Regions from separate parts of the Felis catus genome. Here region 2 is linked to region 1. Evidence: chromatin contacts called from public Hi-C data. All regions are on one chromosome and are shown on one strand. Each heading gives the region's core, a stretch centred on a gene start, on an enhancer-like site or on the middle of the called end of the contact. The rest is flanking DNA. Distances are from core to core; before and after follow the strand shown.

Region 1 (6,338 bases), core at 2,292-4,791:
GGATTTCTCAGAAAACGCTCTCAAAGAAGTCCCCCTGGGGCTTTTCCAGCTCGATGTGAGTCGAACAGGCCATCTATTTCTCATTTTCAGCCTTTGTGAGGAAATCGCTCCACATTGCAGTGCAATCCACATGCTTCTCCTGAGCTTCTGAGACCAAAAACAAAAAATGTTGAGCTGTCAAAAATGTGCATGTTTATGAGCAAAGATTGGGAGGAAGTGAGCCAAATGAAAACAGCTATGTGAAGGGGAAGGGGGAGCGTGGGGTTTTATCCACCAGGACTCTGCAGGGTTGAAACTTGTAAGCACAGCCCAGCAGCCCTCTGTCTGACCTGCTCTGGCTGTGTCCTTCCCGCCCCCGCCCCCACGGGGCCCACTGAGGCCCGTGTGCAGAGCGGAGGGAGCACTGTAGGTGGGGCCTTATTGCCCCCCCCACCCCCCACCCCTGTCTCCCTCCCCAACTGGAATTCCTGAGGGTTAGAAGCTTCTTTGGATGTGAATTCAGGAAAGTGCCTTTTGCCACAGTCCCGAGTCCCCCCGCCCCACCCAACCCACCAACACGGGCTGCTTTCTTATCTTGGGGTATATGCAGACCTGTTCCCCCCACTTGAATGGGAGCCCCTAAAAGCCTAGAGCACAGATCATATTCATCCCTTGGCTCTGGGTGCCGCCCCAGATTGGAGCTGATGAGTGTTGCCGGAAGGCATCAGGGCAGCCCCGGGAAGAGGGCACAGTCCTCGGCCCCCAGTCCTGCCGCACCGGCTACCTGGGCCCCCACAGGTTCTCCTGCAGGGAAAAGTGAAGCTTCCCCCCATGTTCAGGGACCCCAAAAGGGCCAGGAGGGCACCTTGCATCTGTGTGTTCTCAGGGAGGATGGGCATCGAGTCTCAAGCCCCAAGGTGTGCATGTTTCAATGGGGACAGAAGTCACTGCTACCCTCAGGGGGGCCCCGGGCCATACGCTCAGTCCACCGCCCCAGCTCTGCCCTTGGGGAGATCGCCTGTATCAGCCCCCAGCTCTGGGTCCATTCCTTCCCACCAGCAGCTTGCCGACTCGGTTTTCTGGTTCCTAGTGGGGCCAGAAGCCACAAATCAGGAGGGAAAGAACTCTGTCTGGGACCTTACTGCTCGGCCCCGGAGGAATTCATGTTTGCTTGCGGTCTTCCCCTCCCAGTGGGGGTACTGGGAGGCCCTGCACAACTTTCGGTGACAAGCTGGTTGTGATGGCGGGGGTGGCGTGGACCCCCTTTGACAAGGGAAGAGACAAGTGCATGGAGTAAGGAGTTCAAAGCAGGCAGCCTGTTCACACTGCTGAGCCAACTGTAGAGGACAGGATAGTCGGTGTCCCCAGTGGTGGTATCAAGAAAGGTCACAATATGGGGCGCCTGGGTGGCTCAGTCAGTTAAGTGTCTGACTTTGGCTCAGGTCATGGTCTGGCAGTTCATGAGTTCAAGCCCCGCATCGGGCTCTGTGCTGACAGCCCAGAGTCTGGAGCCTGCTTTGGATTCTGTGACTCCCTCTCTCTCTGCCCCTCCCCTGCTTGTACTTTCTCTCTCTCTCTCTCTCTCTCTCTCTCTCTCTCTCTCTCTCTCTCTCTCTCAATCTCTCTCAAAAGTAAACATTAAAAAAACTTTAAAACATAAAAACCTAAAAAAAAAAAAAAGGTCACAATCTGCCCCCTGTACTCCCAAGTAAAACACGTTACAAGTCCAAGGGTAGAGTTGGTGCCCCTCTGTGACTGGTGGGTGGACAGAGGGCCGAGGGCCGGGTAGTCACCAGGGGGCACCACAGACACACGGGTGGTGCCAGGCACCTGGCCAGCAGAGGGCACCCAGCTGGGGCAGATGACCCTCTGTGTCCCTGCCACCCTGCCCCTGCCAGGGGCATCACCTGAGGAGGTCAAGGGAGGCAGGGGGGCCCAGCACTGTGCAGCAGCCCCCTCCCCTGGGGTGTGATGCCTCGGCCTCCAGGACCCTCAGCATCGGCTGCTGTTCCCAGGACGGGCCCGTGAGTAACTGTTACTCTTAAGAAGGCCCAGCGCTGAGAAGCACTTGGACTCCTTTCAGCCTGAAATGAACTGCCTCCCATTGATCTGGAGGGAAGGATAGTGTATAAACTGTCCCGTTTGCTGTATTTGATACAATTTCATGAGTTTTTGTTTTTTTTGGGGGGGGGCGGGGCTCCATCCCACAACCGTGAGATCATGATCTGTGCCAAAATCAAGGGTCAGACACTCAGGGCGCCTAAGCGTCTGACTCTTGACTTCAGCGCGGATCATGATCTCACCGTTCGTGAGTTTGAGCCTGGCATCGAGCCCTGTGCGGGCAGCGCTGAGCCTTCGTGGGATTCTCTCTCTCTGTTTTCCTGTCTCTCTGCCCCTCCCTCACTCTCTCTCTCTCAAAATAAATAAATAAAGTTAAAAAATTAAAAAAGAGTCGAACGCTGAACTGACTGAGCCACCCAGGTGCCCCAATATAATTCCGAGTTCTAAGAGACTATGAAGCCCCACACTATTGGAATCTTTGCTAAAGTGAATCCGTTACAATCATTTGTGCATTTTGTCAGGCACATGACCTTTCTCTTCAGTTTCTGCTCCCTTTGGTGTTTGATGGTACCTTTGACTCTCTCTCTCTCTCTCTCTCTCTCTCTCTCTCTCTCTCTCTCTCTCCTTCCCAGGCCCTCATGTTCCTGAGGTTACAGGGCAACCAGCTCATGGTGCTGCCACCTCAAGATAAGTGGACCTGTAGACAACTTAAAACCCTGGATCTCTCCAGAAACCAATTTGGCAAGTAAGCATGGGGTCTCCTTACCCTGGCGAGCTTGAAAATGTGCGTGTAACCACAGTCAAGCCGACCCTTGGCTTGGTGCCTTCCTTGGTGTGTTAGGGCCGCCATAACAAAGTACCTCAGGCTGGGGGGCTCAAACAACAGACTTTTATTTCCTCATGGCTCTGGAGGCTGGGAGTCTGAGATTAGGGTGCCAGCAAGGTTGCTTTCTCCTGTGGCCTCTCCCCTTGGCCTGAATATAACTACCTTCTCCCTGTGTCTCGCATGGTCTCCCTGTGTCCTAATCTCCACTTTCTTAGAAGGACACCAGTCAGATTGGATCAGAGTCCATTTGTATGACCTCATTGTAACTTGTGCACCTCTTTAAAGACCCCGCCTCCAAATACAGTCACATTCTGAGGTCCTGGGGGTTAGGACTTCAAAACATAATTTGGAAGAAAGGGGCACAACTCACCCAAAACAGTGTCCTGCCATCTCTAAGTTTTAAAGGCTCCAGGAGACTCTTCTCATGTCAACCTAACCTGTCATTCCGTTCCAAAGTTTTGGCCGATCACTAGCCAAAATGAGCATCCAATGAATAAAAATCACTCCCAAAGCCTTCTAATAAAACAGGAAGATCTGAGGATGAGCACAGCTGGTCCTTGGGGCCCTGGAGACCAGACTCCCAATTTCATTTGCTGAAGTCCACTTCTTAGCAGAATTTACCCCCCAAAGAGAGCCCCCCACTCCTGTGAGAATGTGTAATATGGAACAGCCACTGGAAAAGGCCTTCCTGCCAGGCACAGAAACGCTCACATCTGCCTCAAATGGAGAAGCTCAAGAAAGGGAATCATCATTGATCATGCCAGTGTTTGATCACCTCCTTTAGAGGTTTTATTCCCCCAAAGACTTGTGAACATCACTAGTGCAATTAGCGGTCAGGGGCTATGGGTGCTTACCTAGCAGCTGCAGGGGAGCCCAAACATCCTGCTGATCGACTTTTCTCCCATATCTCTGCATGGCTTGGCGTTGTATAATCACAGCAAAATAGTAATGTCTTTGCCATGCTTTCCTCAAAATCTGACCTTTCTTTGTTTTTGGCCCCGGCAGAAATGAAGACGGACTTAAAACAAAGCGTATTTCCTTTTTCACCACCAGAGGGCGCCAGCGTTCTGGGACGGAGACAGGTGCGTAAGGCGGTGCGGGCAGGAGACAGCTGGGCGGGTGTTCCCTGCTCCACCACCGGGGGTCGCCCTTGCATGGGGCTTTTCTCTCCCCGTTTGGCCTGCAAGTATCCTGAAGTCCCCTCTCCTGCTTGCGGTCCGATGAGACTGGTAGCTGCTGTGTGGGTGGGTCTGCCATGAGCGAGCACCGCCCTAGATATGGTGCACGTGTTAGAGCCTTTCTTAAAAGCCCACAGCATGAGGTATGGATTGGGGTTCCCCATTTTGCAGGTGAGGAAACTGAGGCTTCCACCGTCTTGCATTCAGCTCAAGCTTCCATAACAAAGCATCACAGACTGGGCGGCTTAGACAATGGAAATTTATGTTCTTACGGTTCTGGAGACTGGCAGTCTGAGATCAGGGTGCCAGCATAGTCGGCTCCTTGTGAGAGCCTTCTTGCTGTGTTCTCGCAAAGACCGACCGACAAACCGAGCCCGCCGGTGTCTCTTCTTGTGAGGGTACTAATCCCATTGTGGGACCCTACCTTCATGACCTCATCTAAACCTAATTACCTCCCAAAGGCTCCAACTCCAAGTATCATCACTCTGGGTGTTAGGGCTTCAACATATGAAGGGAAGAAGACAGTTCAGTCTGTAGCACCTGGCTGATGTGCCCAGGTCACACAGCTGCTCGGTGACAACCAGCTTTCAGCCCAGCACTGTGGGACTCCAGCCCCGAGGTTGGGAAGGGCAGCACTGTGAAGTCCTTACTGCCACACCGTAGCATCCACGGGAAGTCCACGTGGGCACACAGTCACCCCACCCCCACCCCCGCATGCTATCCTGGCCAGTCTGAGACTCTGTGGGGGGCTTAGGGTCTTCCCCCAAACTCATCAGAAACAGAACTTTTCTTAGAGTATTTTTACTGGTCTTAAAACCAGGCCAGTTCAGCAGACAATATCCCAGGAAAACAAATTTTTCTGGTTTTATTTTGTCTTCTGTGAGGTATGGGGGAAGGTGTGAACCTGTCCCTGGAGCTATTCAGCCGGCCCTTTTCTTTTTAACCTGAAAACTAAGACTTCTAAACCCAGCAGGGGTCACAGAAATATCCCTCAGGATGCTGTCCTGTAGAACCGGAACCAATATTTAGGTCATTTGAAATGTAACATAATGTTCTTCTTTGGCTCGATTTATGTTGGCAAGTGCTCTTTCAGTACAGATGGTGTAAGATGGGGACAAGAAATGCCAGAGGCCAAGACATATTGCAGGCATGACCCAAATGGTCTGTTCACCTGTTACGCCTGTTGATGAACTGATATGTTCAGTATATATATGGATATATGCATATATAGCAGTCACGTATGAGTGTGTGTATTTACATATGATTGAAAAAGTAACATGTCAGCAGTGGAACAGACCTAAGTAAATATAGGAATTAAGTATATGACAAAGGTGGAATTTCAATTTGGTAGGGAAAAAATGTTTTATTGTTTTAATAAATACTGTGGTGTAACTGCCTGTCCAGTTGGAAGGGGAAAAATCACAAGGCTGGAGTCCCTTCCTTATATCAACTACGAAAATTTCCATGTGGATTTCAGATTTACAGATAAAAGAAAAAGAAAACAAAAAACATTTAAGAGAATATATGTATAATCTGGGAGTGGAAAAGACCTTTAAAAACTAGGCGGGAAACCCAGAAGTCTTTAGAAAAGGACCAAAATCTTGGGCTTTGTAGAAATATGAAAGCTTTGTTCGGTAAAAGGCATCATAAACCAAGTCAAAATGCAAACAGACAAGAAATGTTTGCAACACAAATTGTTGCAACATAAACTGGCTTAAGTCCTAATATACAAAGACTGCTTACAAATTGTTTTTTCTTGTAAAGACAAACCAATAGGACAAAAAAAAAAAAAAAAAACAGGGGAGGGCAATGGATATAAACAGTTTGCAGAAAAGGAAGTACAAATGGTCCCTGTAACAAATGATGAGGCCTCGAACCAACTACTAGGGACACACAATTAGGAATTTCATAACCGGTCCTTTTTTAAAAAAAAATTTTTAACGTTTTATTCATTTTTGAAAGACAGAGTGCAAGCGGGGGGAGGGGCCGAGAGAGAGAGACACGCACAGAATCTGAAGCAGGCTCCAGGCTCCAAGCCGTCAGCACAGAGCCTGATGCGGGGCTTGAACTCACAAACCATGAGATCATGACCTGAGCGGAAGTCAGACGCTCAACCGACTGAGCCACTCAGGCGCCCCTCATAACCAGTCCTTCTTAAAATGAAGGGCCTTGGGACTTTGGAAATTGAGATCAGACATAAGGATTTCACTTGGAAGGAAAGAGAAGCACACCCTTTCTTCTCATCGATGCCCAAACGGGATGATGACACACGAGAAGTGTAGCGGAGGTGGATC
Region 2 (6,206 bases), core at 329-2,828, 210 kb after region 1:
ACCAGCTCCTGCACAGCCATTACCAGCAAGGATCTTGGGAGGATGGCGTGCATCTGAGACCCTAGCCTACCAATGCACACACAGCACCCTCCTCAAAACCTGCTCCAGGCCAGGCAGCTCCTCACTCCCTATGTCTCCCTCCCCCTAATTTATTTTTAAAGGTGAGGAGAAGTCAGGTTGATCAGATTTCATAGGCATTGCACCTTAGTAAACGGAGGAAAGAACTATTTCTCGATTTTGCTGCACTAGGAGCCCTCCCTCTTAGGTTGAGGGACTCGTTGACTATTTTTCCCATCTTAAACAAGGAGTGGTGTTTGGGACACCTGGGCGGCTCAGTGGGTTGAACATCCAACTCTTGATTTCAGCTCAGATCGTGATCTCACGGTGCATGAGTTGGAGCCCCACACTGGGCTCTGCGCTGACAGTGCAGAGCCTGCTTGGGATTCTCTCTCTCCTTCTCTCTCTACCCCTCCCCAACTCATGCTGTGTGTGTGTGTGTGTGTGTGTGTGTGTGTGTGTGTGCCTTCTTCTCTCAAAATAAATAAACTTAAAAAAAAAAAAAAGGAGTGGAGTTAGCCACACTCAGAAAAACTTGCAAGGGAAGCCCCAAACTAGAGAGTTATTTAAGAATAAAAGTTCCTAATGGCACACACACCACCTAAGATGGGGGTCCCCGGCTGGCTCGGGTGCAGAATTGGGATTCTGGTCATCCCTCTACACGAGGAAGTCCCACCAGGAACAAGCTGCACACCCCCCTCAGGGGCTCAGTTTCCTCATCTCCAAATGGGTCTTTCCACAGGTCATGTTAAAGTCCCTTCTCCATGATTCTAGACTGATATTTAGAAATGTGTTCAAAAATGCCATGCTAACTTCATTTCTGTCTTCATGCAGTGTGATTATCTATGTCACGTACCTAAAATTCATCTCTACCTACATTACTGAATATTTTCTCACAAATTGCAACCCTCTTCCCACCCACGTTACATTTATTTTTTCTGTTGCTAATACATTGAATGCCTGTAACAGGTATAACATTTCATATAATTTGCAGCAATTTCTTGGAAACCCTTGGTAAATACCTCAATTGTTTGTTGGCAGCAAGCCTTGAGCAACCGACAGAGTTCCCTGTAAGGGCTTCTTTAAAGACACAGCTCCTAGACTCCGGCCTCAGACAAGGGGCCCTGCGAAAAGTGGTAATCATTTTTTAAAACCTTTAGAAACACCTCTTTTGAGAAACAGCAAATTCAGAGGAGGCAGTTATAATAATTGGTCTTTTCAGAAGGTTCTGTTCATTGCCTGCAAAGAAGAAAATCTATAATGACCATTTTACTAAGATTGCCACTTAACCTCTTTTAACCCAATAAAACTTTGCTTTATTATTAATGCTGCTATTAAACTGGCATTTAAGGTCCTCATTAGCTAATTACTTTTGCTCAATATTTCCTTCTATTTGCAGCATTTCCAGGCAGATGCAGGAAAGGGCAAGCTACTGTGGCTTATGTTCTGGCTTCCAGACATGAGTGGATCTGACACTGGTTGTGCTAGAATGATCTTCATGCTTCTTTGGTCTCTGCTTATCAGCTCTGTCCATTCTTTCTGTCAGATACTGAGTCATTATGGGTGTGCTTCTCACACAAGTGTGTGTGTTTGACAGAAGAAACTCAGCACCACTCTGCATGCTGGGCGGATGGGATGTAATCTTACTAACTAGGAAACATTGGCTGACGCCAGCACAGGCGCTATTGAGAAACAGCCTGAATGTTCTCTGCAAGATAACCTCACTGCGGAGGCCGGGGACAGTTTGCTTCTAGGCTAAGACTTAATCCTTGTAGAGCAGAGAAGTTTGCTTTTCCCATCCTTTGCCAAGAAATGCCATTAATCTTTAGAGCAGTGCCAGAGTTTCCACAGCTGGAAAGTTTGCACAAAGACAAAGCTTCCATTCCACAGGAGGGGGGGAAGGAGTGCCCCCCCCATCAGAACACAAGCACTAGTCGGCAGCATGGCCACCTTCAGGGGTCCATATGGTGGTCAGACCTGGTCACCTCGTGGAAACGCTCCAGACATATATGCAGCTCAGACTCTCTTTGTTTTACTCACAGCCTAATGAAGCATAAAATTGCTTGGAGGAAAAAAATATGCAAGTTGCAGAAGAAGTTTTAAGCTACAAATTGAGGCAGCAGAAATTCATATCCACAAACACATAGAGTGCAAAGCAAGAATAAGAAAACATCAACAACAGGGGCACCTGGGTCAAGCATCTGACTTTGGCTCAGGTCATGATCTCGCAGTTAGTGAGTTTGAGCCCTGCGTTGAGCTCCGTGCTGATAGCTCAGAGCCTGCTTCAAATTCTGTCTCTCTCTGTGCCACCTCTGGTCATGTTCTCTGTGTCTCTCTCAAAGAATAAATAAACATTAAAAAATTTTTAAGAAAACATCAATGACATAAAACCTGCTCAAACGACCCCATGTCATTAATCTTTCACATGCCTTGTTGTGTTATCACGCCCATGCTAGGGTCATAAATACATCATTACCCATCTAATGCATTATAAGGATGATTATCCAGAAGTGATATTAAGGCCTCTACAGGAGTTCAAAATAAAAATAGTATGATGATGCACTCTGTTGGAGAGTCTGGAGAAAGAGGCTCTCCAACAGTCTGGGAGCAAAATCATGCAACCCACTGGGAAGGCAATTTGGTCAAAATTGCAAAATACAAGTGCATTGACTTTTAACCCAACAATGCCACTTCTGAGAATTTGTTCCCCAGCTATACCAGTACAAAATGACACTTGTACATGGTTATTCTCTGCCACATTGTTCGTGACACTAAATGATTAGACCCGAGTGTCCATTTCATGAGGAATAGAGAAATAAACAATGGTGCATCCATCAGAGAAGGAAATAGTCTGCAGATGGAAAACAGAGCAAGGAAGCATTCACCTCCTACTGAGATGGAAAGAGTATGATGTGGTACAGAACAAAGAGCAGAGAGAATAAGAATTTTGCTAGTGTTTTTATAACAAAACACTAGAAGGATGCACAAGAAATAAGAGAAGAAAAGCCCCAGGTGTGGGGCTTGGCAGTTGAGGGAAAATGTGAGTGAGATTTCCCAGTAGAGGCTTAAATATTTGTCTGATTTTTTGTTACATGATTGTATTATGTATCTAACCCTCCAAAAAATGATACCAATTTCCCACAAATTGAAGCCCAAAGATGATATTAACAGAGTATTGATCACTGAGACCACGAATTCTCCCGGACCATTTATTTGGTGCAACTGCTCGTTTGATGCAAGTGGAAACCGGGACCCAGAGAAATGAAACCAGCTGGCCACGTGGGTGCTGCCATCAACTAGCCAATACCCCAGCCCAGAATGCCTCAGATTCTAAGCAAGAATCCCCCAAATATTTTCTTTCAAGTTTTGGCTCTCACCCCTCAGCAAGCAGCTAAAATGAAAATTTCAGAGATATAATCAAGCTTTTACTATCTAATTTCCCTAATATATCATTGTAAGTGTTCTACCAGCGTGGAGATGCCATTAAGAGTCCTCTCAAACCATCAAAATGCCTATGCTACTTTAAGAATTTATTTCTCTACTTGTTTTATCCTGGTTCCTCCTCGTACTTTATTTTTGGCCCTACCATAATCTCAGGACCTCATGCCATGTCTTTTATTTTTTTTGTAACTTTAAACATATAAACAATATCAATCTTTTAAAATTTTCTTAGGCTAACAGTATTAAACACACCAAAGCGAGCAAGGGCAGTGCCAGAACATTGTGACGATGGCGCCCTCTTGTGGTATATAACTATTCCTGTTAAATTGACATCTATAATCTTGGACTCAGAATAATGGTTAGGGTTTTTTTTTAATTTTACGGTTAATAATGACCTGTTTCTAGGGGCATCTGGGTGGCACAGTCAGTTGAGCATCAGACTCTTGACTTTGGTTCAGGTAGTGATCTCACGGTCATGGGATCAAGCCCCGCATCAGGCTCTGTGAGTGGTGAATGTGGAGCCTCTTTGGGATTTTCTCTCTCCCTCAGCCCCTCTCCCCTGTTTGCGCACTCTCTGTCTCTCGCTTTGTCTCTCAAATAAAACAAGAAGAAGCAGCAGAAGGAAGAGGAGGAGAAGGTGGAGAAGGAGGAGAAGGAGAAGAAGAAGGAGGAGGAGAAGGAGGAGGAGGAGGAGGAGGAGGAGGAGGAGGAGGAGGAAAAGGAGACTCTGTTTCTAATCACTGCCTTACCAGAATTTTCCAAGGAGATAACCTGGTCTTGGATTTGTGGCTAACCAGTTTGTAAAACTGTAAAATGAGAGGAGTTGAGCTTAAAAAGCTCCAGTTAGAATCTACCCCTTGCTTCTTGAAGCTGAATGAGAAATTCAGGAAGTGTGATAAGTGTCTGTAGTTTTAACAAGCGCTGGTGAGATTCTGATACCCAGATAGTTTTGAGAGCCATGGATCTCTGCTTTCATGTGGGAAATGGGTCATATCCCCCATCAGTGAAGACTACCAGCCAGTGTAAATGGATTGCGTGTGGTAGTAGATGCCCAGGGAGAATCTTTAGCTTCCTGCATGTCCTGGAGATCACAGCTACAGAATTCACACCGGAGAGGGTGTCTGCCAGCCCTTGAAGCAGCTGTTGGAAGTAAAAATGTTTTCTTTGCAATTCTCCTTAAGATGCCACCTTTAACACATTTGCACTCATACGAACTGTCAGTGACATGGTCATCTGTACATGGCGTTTGCCTTTGTTGTGTCCCCCAAGAAGGGCCCAGGTCCCCAGCTACACCTAAACTCAGGGGGCACTCTGAAAATGTGCCCTCCTGCTGGGCAAATGGAAAAGAAGACTCAAAGATAACACACTTTAATATCACAAACTAGAAGTGGTCTTTTTAAAAATCATTTTATTTTAATTTTTTTCATCATGACAATATTCTCTTTAATCCCCATCCAGTTCCCACATCTCCCCACCCACCTCCCCTCTGGTAACCATCAATTTGTTCTCTATAATTGAGTCTGTTTCTTGGTTTTCCTCTCTCTCTCTCTCTCTCTCTCTCTCTTCCCCTATGCTTGGTTGTTTTGTTTCTTTTTTTTTTAATTTCTTTAATGTTTATTTCTTTTGAGAGAGAGAGAGAGAGTGCGGGGAGGAGTGGGCAGAGAGAGAGAGAGAGAGAGAGAGAGAGAGAGAATCTCAAGCAGGCTCCATGCTGCCAGAACAGAGCCCAATGTGGGGCTTGAACCCACAACCTGTGAGATCATGACCTGAGCTGAAATCAAGAGTCGGACACTTAACCAACTGAGCCACCCAGGCGCCCCTGGTTGTTTTGTTTCTTAGATTCCACATATGAGTGAAATCATATGGTATTTGTCCTTTTCTGACTGACTGGTTTTGCCTAGCATAATACTCTCTAGTTCCATCCATGTCATTGCAAATGGACACTTGGCTGAATAATATTCCATTTTATACACATATAAAGTATTATATATATAATATTCCATTATATATGTAATGTGTACAATATATATACACACACATATATATACATATATATATACATATATGTGTGTGTATATATATACATATATGTGTGTATATGTGTGTATGTGTATATATATATATATGTGTGTGTGTATGTGTGTGTATATATATAACTTCTTTATATTCATCCATCTTTATCCATCCATCTATCAATGGACACTTGGGCTGTTTCCATAATTTGGCTACTGTAGGTAATGCTTCTATAAACATAAGGGTGCATATATTCCTTTGAGTTAGTGTTTTTGAAGTCTTTGGGTAAATAAATACTCATAGTGTGATTGCTAGATCGTAGGTTAGTTCTATTTTTAATTTTTTGAGGACCCCCCCCCCATACTGTTTTCCACAGTGGCTGCACCAGTTTGCATTCCCACCAACAGTGCAAGAGGGTGCCTATTTCTCACCAACACTTGTTGTTTCTTGTGTTTTTTATTTTAGGCATTTTGACAGGTGTGAGGTGATCTCTTTTGAGCTTTGATTTGCATTTCCCTGATGATGAGTGATGTGGAGCATCTTTTCATGTGTCTGTTGGCCATCTGTATGACTTCTTGGGAGAAATGTCTGTTCATGACTTCTGCCCATTTTTTAATTGGATTATTTGGTTTTGGGGTATTTACTTGTATCAGTTCTTTATATATTTTGGATACTACCCTTTTATCGGACATGTC

Evidence for each region. Hi-C and Micro-C count contacts between places; a contact is called where the count stands out from the background.
Region 2: a Hi-C map of skin fibroblasts shows a contact between it and region 1, with 5 times the contacts expected there. The contact joins two enhancer-like sites. A contact is called at or near these places in 2 of 3 Hi-C or Micro-C datasets (fibroblasts and skin fibroblasts).

The regions. Positions count from the first base shown.
Region 1 is chrB3:19,284,305-19,290,642 of F.catus_Fca126_mat1.0, forward strand. It overlaps LRRK1 (leucine-rich repeat serine/threonine-protein kinase 1), which reads left to right. Exons shown (of 34, transcript XM_045058899.1): 10 at 1-55; 11 at 2,673-2,785; 12 at 3,872-3,948. Among named protein-coding and RNA genes, the nearest start is that of LRRK1, 86 kb to the left of the region's middle. Within about 2 kb of position 3,542, at least 2 of the 10 cell types and tissues checked have an H3K27ac peak or open chromatin away from gene starts, as enhancers often do.
Region 2 is chrB3:19,493,638-19,499,843 of F.catus_Fca126_mat1.0, forward strand. No RefSeq gene overlaps it. Among named protein-coding and RNA genes, the nearest start is that of CHSY1, 5.9 kb to the left of the region's middle. Within about 2 kb of position 1,579, at least 4 of the 10 cell types and tissues checked have an H3K27ac peak or open chromatin away from gene starts, as enhancers often do.